Linked DNA regions of Hordeum vulgare: region 2 is linked to region 1. The links are chromatin contacts, called in public Hi-C maps. All regions are on one chromosome and are shown on one strand. Each heading gives the region's core, a stretch centred on a gene start, on an enhancer-like site or on the middle of the called end of the contact. The rest is flanking DNA. Distances are from core to core; before and after follow the strand shown.

Evidence for each region. Hi-C and Micro-C count contacts between places; a contact is called where the count stands out from the background.
Region 2: a contact with region 1 is called in a Hi-C map of leaf, with 4 times the contacts expected there. The contact joins the promoter of LOC123401848 here to the enhancer-like site in region 1. A contact is called at or near these places in 4 of 6 Hi-C or Micro-C datasets (leaf and seedling) and 1 of 1 datasets of contacts at active chromatin or transcription factors (embryo).

What each region holds. Positions count from the first base shown.
Region 1 is chr6H:509,177,487-509,181,249 of MorexV3_pseudomolecules_assembly, forward strand. No RefSeq gene overlaps it. Among protein-coding and RNA genes, the nearest start is that of LOC123401926, 35 kb to the left of the region's middle. Within about 2 kb of position 2,210, at least 2 of the 3 cell types and tissues checked have open chromatin away from gene starts, as enhancers often do. A contact at or near this core is called in leaf, where this site is marked.
Region 2 is chr6H:509,367,267-509,371,199 of MorexV3_pseudomolecules_assembly, forward strand. It overlaps LOC123401848, which reads left to right and starts at 2,684. Exons shown (of 3, transcript XM_045095706.1): 1 at 2,684-3,122; 2 at 3,223-3,389. The coding sequence starts at 2,858.

The DNA.
Region 1 (3,763 bases), core at 960-3,459:
AAATGTGTATAGAAACATGTTTCTCATGAACACGAAATATATATAATGTGTCTAAAAAGTGGATCATTAATTTAAAATTGTTAATTAATCATCTGAAAGATGTTAACCAAGTATTTGAAAAATATTAATCAAGCACTTAAAAATGTTAATCAGGTATAATAAAAATGGATAAAAAATATACATGTATAAAAAAGTTGCTCATCTATTTAAAAATTGCTAATCGCCTATAAAAATACTGATCATGTATTTAAAAATGATTTAACGTGTATTTTTATTGTTGAACATGGGATGAAATTTTTAACGGCAATGAAATATGTTCCACACACAACGTTAGGCCCATTTCTTATGCTAGAATTTGGTGATTCTCCCAGAATCCGACCCTTCCCGAGCTTCTTTCAGAATCTTTGACCCCAATTTGTTTTACAATCCTAACTAATTAGACCGTAGCTAGATGTTACATCAACAACATTTTTATATACACGCTTAACATTTTACATACATCATTAATTTTCTTAGTATATGTTTTTTTGGGTCTACTTTTACGTAATATTATATACATGTTTAACATTTAACATATTTCTTAATACATGACCAAAAAAGTTATATACATGTTTAACATTTAACATATCAATGACCAACATTTATTTATATAAACAAAAGTAAAAACAAATAAAATCCATGAAAACCAAAAAAGAATAAGAGGAAACCAAAAGAAAATGAAAACCTGAGGGAAACAACTAAAAATAATGGAAAAGGTAGAAACCAAGAAAAAACAAAAAGAAATCTGATGAAAAACAGATAAGAAAAGAAAACCAAATGATGAAAAAACATTGAAAACCAAGGAAGAAATTAAAACAAGGAAAAAGAAAACAGAAAGAGAAACAAACAGAGACGGAAAAAGAGCGAGCGAGGAAAAATAGATAAATGGATCGACCCAGTTGTTATGGATGAAAAAAGTCCATCAGGTAAGAGAAGCGCTAAATAGGGTTTGCCTCAGAGTTATATCTCGCTGAGCGAGGCGGACGTAGCTCTCGTCTGAACCGTGTATAGTAACTGATGGGCCCATTAACACACTATTCAAAAAATTGAGAAGAAAAAGGGAGTACCCAGTGATCAATCCCAGGTCTCCTGGATGTTGCGTAGTGCCGCAAGCCACTGAGTCACTATCAGGTTCGTGGTAAAATAGTTGGGCAGGACCTACCTCACGTAACAGAGCCCTTTATTCTACAGTTGATCTAGCTTTTTTTTTTTCCATCGGTTTTCTTCGTTTCTATCTCTATGTTCAATAAATAAAATCCTTAGTTTACTTTCTTTCTCAGTTTTCATTAGCCTTTTTTACAGAAGTTTTCTTTCTTTCTTGTTTTTCTTTGTTTTTCTTTGTTTTTCTCAGTTTTCACTATTTTTCTATACTATTTTGTTGTTATATATCGGAACACATTTCTAATATGCAACTAACATTTTCAAAATACATTGTTAAGTTATTCTCCATAGAGAGTTAGTATTTTTGAAATGCTTGATTAACGATATTCAAAAACAATATTATAATTTTTTGATGCATGATCAACATTTTTGTACACAGTTCATAATTTTTAAATGCTTGGTTAACATCTTCCAAACACAAGATTACTATTTTTATGCATTTTTAACTATTTTCTATATATGTTTAACATCTTTCACATGCATTATTAGCATGTTTGAAATACAAGTTTAATATTTTAAATACATGGTCCACATTTTTATATACACATTTCGTTTTAAGAAATTATTTATTAAATACTTTGAAAATACGTGATTAATATTTATTCAAATAATTTAGACTTATTAATTTTAAATACTTGGACTAACATTGTTTCAAATACATCTCCAATTTTTTTACATACACTGTACATTTTTTATATACATTTTCATTATACATTAGAAATATTTTATCTAAATATATATATAATTAAATGCTTGGTTAATAATTTTTAATGTTTTTGTAAAGTTATTTATTTTAATCAATTTATTTATAATATTTATAAATACAAGAAAATATGAACGAAAAAGACATAATAAAAACGAAAACAAAAAACGTGAAGATTAAAAGAGGTTGTGTCATCCCCTGCAGCTGAGCTGGCCCAGAGTTTTTTTTATAACAAAGCTGGCCCAGCGTTATTTGCTTGCACGGGCGAAACTGAGTTATTTGGCCCCTTCTAAGCTACATCGGCGGAAATCTTCGTAAAAGCCCATGATATCCCCGTTATCTGCTTTCAACGTTGCAAGAGGGATGCAAATTTGATAGCACATAATTTAGCTAAATACTCTTTCCAATCAAAGTCGGTTATCTTTTAGGATGAGGGTCCTTCCAGTTTCTTACATCCTTATGTAATTCATGATGTAACGTTGTTGGCTTCGAAATAAAGTGCGCCGGATAGGCATTCCCAACAAAAAAAGGTCACGTCACCTCAACGAACTGCGTAGCAGGCTGCCAGGTAGCTATAATTTTACTTAACTTTCTACTTTCGTTTTTCGTTTTAAATACTTTTTAAATATATTGTAAACATATATATAATAAGATCGAATCACATAAACTTTTAAAAGCATTCATTGTGCAAATAAAAAATGGTCATGCAATGTAAAAAAATATTTTGCGCAATTTTAGACAAATATATGAATTCTACAAATATTGTTGTGAAATTTAAAAAATGTTTGTGCTTTTATAAATTATGTTCTTGATTTTTTTAAATACTTATACATTGTAAAAAAACCTTTGTGTAATTATAAAAATAAACGTGTCATTCCAAACAATGGTCCTTGCATATACAAACATGATCAACTGTTTTAAAAACATGTCAATGAATTATTTGAAAAATGATTGTACAATGTTAAAAAAGTGTTCATGTAAAAAAATTAAAATATTTCGTACCATTCATATGAAACTGAAAACATGCACATGGTTTTTAATAATATATTCATGACTTTTGTAAAAATGTTTATAAAATGTAAAAATATGTTAGTGTAATCTATAAAAAATTGTATACAAAAATGTTGAACATGTATTGCAAAAATCTGCAAGTTTTTGAAAAATGAAGGAAAAAGTAAAAAAAAAGCCTAAAAAAGAAACAATGAAAAGCCATATAAAAAACACATTGAAGCAGAGAAGAAGAAAACCACACAAAAGATTCTAAAACTGGTTTGAACCGATCCATAGAAGAAGGCTCGCAAAGTCATCTAGGTAATTACAGTACTAGGTAGGCGAGGCTACGGCTCACATAGCCCTCGCTGGTCTAATATACTCCCTCCGTTCCAAAATTAGTGTTGTAAAATAAGTATCGTAAAATTTGTACTAAATTATTACTAGATCAATGTTACTTATTTTGGGAAGGAGGAAGTAGCATATTTTTTTGTGAGTGTGCTTGCTATTGAACGTTTACCGAGTCAAAATGCTTGGCAAATGCACACACGTGTATTCCTGAGCCGACCGAGCTTTAGCACATTCATGTGTGCATTGTTTTCATTATCCTTTTTGGTTGCTTTTCTGTTGACTTTATGGGTCTATTTTCTATTTTTTACTCTTAATTTTTGATTTTCCTAATCTTTTTACTACCAGATGAAAAACGTCCGTAAACATAGAAAATGTTAAGGTTTTCAGAAAATTAAAAAATTACAATATACCACCCTTGGGTCTTAGGGCAATGTAGCCGGTTCATAGTTGGTTTAACTTAAATACGTTTGCCTCCTTATTGCCTACCCGGCTTGTGCTTAGGTGGAGTTGTGGTCTCAT
Region 2 (3,933 bases), core at 1,434-3,933, 190 kb after region 1:
TTTTTTCCATACACATGAGTGGGTCTAGCAGGAAAAAGGGAGGAGAGAGAGAGAGGAGAGAGGCTGGCCGATGCGGTTTGTGCATGCAGAAATAGGCCGGACGTCCCAAGTGCCTCCGGAGGGCTAGATTTGGCATGGGATCGCCGGGGCTAGTTTTGTCCAAATCTGACACAAAATAACGTCCTCAGAGCATGACCGCCTGACCGGGACTTTTTTCTACCACCGGTATTAAAAAAATGCTTAGGGCGTCCTCCAGGCCGAGTGGAGATACTCTTACTAGTATTTGTTCACGGACGAATCCGGATTCTTCACAAACAATGATAGGCCGCGATCATTTGTGCCCTAATTATTTGCCCGTGATATAAACAAATTATATTATTCATGTGAACATGATGGAATTCATGCAAACTGATATAAACTTGGACATAATTCACATAAATCGGATGATATTACGTCGATCAACTAACTTTTAAAAAAACAACACTAGTTTGTACCGGATAGCGACCTCATGCGCTTGAGCGGCTGGCCGGCGACCTCATAGGCTTGACCGGCTGGCCAACGACACATTCGTCATTGTTTGTGATGCCGTCGTAGTTGGTGTGAGAGTGATCCTTCCAATGACGAAAGAGCACAGGGGCGTGATAGCCTTGCGTGGCCGCCAATACTTATGGAGGAGCGCTCGACTTCCTCTTGCGTCATGTGGACGGCCGCCTCACCCAACACACACCCTTTGGTTGGGGATCCTTGCACTCGCTAGCGACGACGGAGGTGTCGTTGAGTCACCGACCGATCAAAAGGCCAAGCCTTCATGAAGCCGTCGCCCATCAGGACCCAGGCCGGCGTGGCATCACACTTCATAAATGCCTCAAGGCATGTCACTTCCTCTGCTTCGCCTCCCGGGGCACTCTCTCCTCTGCTGACATGATGATTTGCGATGAGAAGTCGTGGCCACCGTGACCACCGAGGTAGTGGAGGAGACGCACACACACCTTTCCGCGATCATGGGGATACCTCCTCCTCACGACCTTGCCGCATGAGACGCCGGCTCGTCGATGTGGTGGTGACACCCGCTCCTTCACGCAACGTTTGATTTGGACATCGCAATTGGGGGGATGCCTTTACGCAATCTCACGACGACGGGGACGGCAACAGACAACGGTACTTGAGGGACTGGTCGAGCATGATCTCCGTTTGCGCCTTCACGACGAGGGTAACATGACTACTGTTGCTCCAACTCCTTCTCGTTGTCGAAGGAGATGATGATCTCCTTCTTCTCGAAGGAGCTGATTGTCGTGAATGATGATGGCCTCGGAGGGCGAAGGTGGTAGTGCCACAATCCGGATCTGGAAGGCCACTCGGATCTACGACGTGCCGACGCCGAGAACCAAGACTTCGACATCAACGACGGTAGTGAGAGAAGTGGAGCGGAGCAGTTATGAGCAGATATAAGAGGATGTGAGATGGAGCGGTGTGGACAACGTCGAAGCCGCGCTTATATACCCACAACAAAGGCGAACAGACGAGCACCTCGCTTCAATTCGATGACCGGCGGAAGAAAGCTTCTCAATAGCCGCGTCGATATTGAGGAGGCGCATCCCATTCGTTCCGACGTCGTTTTGACCAACATCAAAACCGTTGAGTCGCGTCTGCCTTGAAGCAGGTTGACCGGCACGAGTGCGCGATAACCATTGCACACGAAGAGGGTGTTGGATGGGACCAAGGCGTCGGACTGTACAATGAAGTCAGTCCGAAAGCCCGCATACCTCCCCTGATTTGCGTCCGGTTGCGGAATTTCGGGCATGTAGATTCGTCTGTGTACCAACGGGCTTCATGTTGGATGGCTTTACAGAGTCCGACTACTATTGCTCCTACTCCTTCTCGTTGTCGGAGGAGATGATGATCTCCTCCTTCTTGAAGGACCTGACTGTCGTGGATGTCGATGGTCTCGTAGGGCGAAGGTGGTGGTGCCATAATCCAGATCTACGACATGTCGACACCGAAAACTAAGTCTCCGGCATCAACGAAGGCGATGAGAGAAGTGAAGCGGAGCGGCTATGAGCGAATATAAGATGGAGCGGTGTGGACAATGCCGAAGCCATGCTTGTATACTCACAACAAAGGCGAACACACGACTACACGAGCACCTCTTCGATTGGACGACCGACCGGAGAAAGCTTCTCGGTCGTCATGTCGACATTGAAGAGGTGCATCCCACTCATTCTGACATCGCTTCGATCGACATCAATACTGTTGAGTCACGTCTGCCTTGAAGCAGGTTGACCGACATGAGTGCGCGGTAACCGTTGCATGCGAAGAGGGTGTTGGATGTGACCAAGATGCTGCACTGTACAGTGAAGTCAGTTTGAAAGCCCGCATACCTCGACTGATTTGCGTCCGGTTGCGGAATTTCGGGCATATAGATTCGTCCGTGTACCGACGGGCTCTTCATGTTGGATGGCTTTACAGAGTCCGGACACGTTGGTCCTGTTATTTGCGGACGTTGAGGGTCCGAGATACCCCGAGCACCCAAAAATGCACTAGTCGTACGTGACTGACAACGTCCGTTCACGTGGTGCTCGCGACGCGAAAGCGAAGCGGTCGAAAACGAACCGTAACTACGTGGCCGGTCACCGGGACGGGATATATACCACCACCACCACGGTACCACCCCGGCAACCGAGCCGTTGCTCTCTCTCCTCTTTATAAAACAGTGGTGCACCACACAGCTCGCCACTTGCTCCCTCGCCCACGTTTCCCCGGCCGGCACAGGCTACGTTGAGCCAGGACCAGGACCCACCCAGCTCTGGTCACGGGGAGCGCGCGTCTGCGGGCGGGCGGGCGGCCGGAGCGAGCGGGGATGGGGAACTGCCAGGCGGCGGAGGTGGCGGCGGCGGTGGTGCAGCACCCGGGCGGGCGGGTGGAGCGGCTCTACTGGTCCGCCCCCGCGGCGGAGGTGATGCGCGCCAACCCGGGCCACTACGTCGCGCTCGTCACGCTCCGGGTCGCCGAGGAGCGCCAGGACGCCGGCGCCCGCCGAACCGTGCGCCTCACCCGCGTCAAGCTCCTCAAGCCCAAGGAGACGCTCCTCCTCGGCCACGTCTACCGCCTCATCACCGCCAACGGTGAGCTCCGACTCGAGCTAGCTACGCTCCTCGTCGTCCTCCTCTGCCCCGCTTCTCCCTGCTGACGCTGACATGTGGCATGGGAAAATGGTGCGTGCAGAGGTGACCAAGGCCGTACAGGCGAGGAAGGAGGAGAAGCTGAGGAAGGCGCGGCAGCAGCTCCAGCAGCTGGAGTCTTCGACGCGGCAGAGCAAACTGCGGCCGGCGGCCGACGGTGACGACGATGACGACGACGACGAGGCCAGCTTGGATGAGAGTCTCGATCAGGTGGTTACATGGACTTGCGCTCTCTTCAATCCAACTACTTTTTTCTCCCTCTCTCTGCCGATGCCGCCATGCACGTTCTCTGCATGATTGATGCGCCTTTTAATCGCCTTCTCTCCAAGGGTTACTAGTTAGTTGTTCCTCGCGATTCTCATGTCTTCCTCAGTTCGTCCACACACAACACTGGGAGGATGAATTTTATCTGCTACTAATTGCCATTAGAATTTTCACAGCTATAAAATCTGCCTAGTTTTCGCAGAAATGGCAGCCCTTAGCTCAATGGAGAGAATCACTTTGGAATAGTATTAGTACCTGACAATTCTCAATCCCCAATTGGCACGCATAAAACAAGATGTGGTCCTGTGGATCCAACTGATTGATGCCATTGTACCGTCCAGAAGGGAGTTTAATGCTTAAAATAGGGGGGGAAGCAGAATGATAAAACAATCATGTATTCATGATGATAAATAAAATAGTAAGGAAGAGTCGCAACTAGTGTCAGGAGCAAAGAATCGTCGTCTGCGAGATCCCTTCTTCTGCTTCCGCT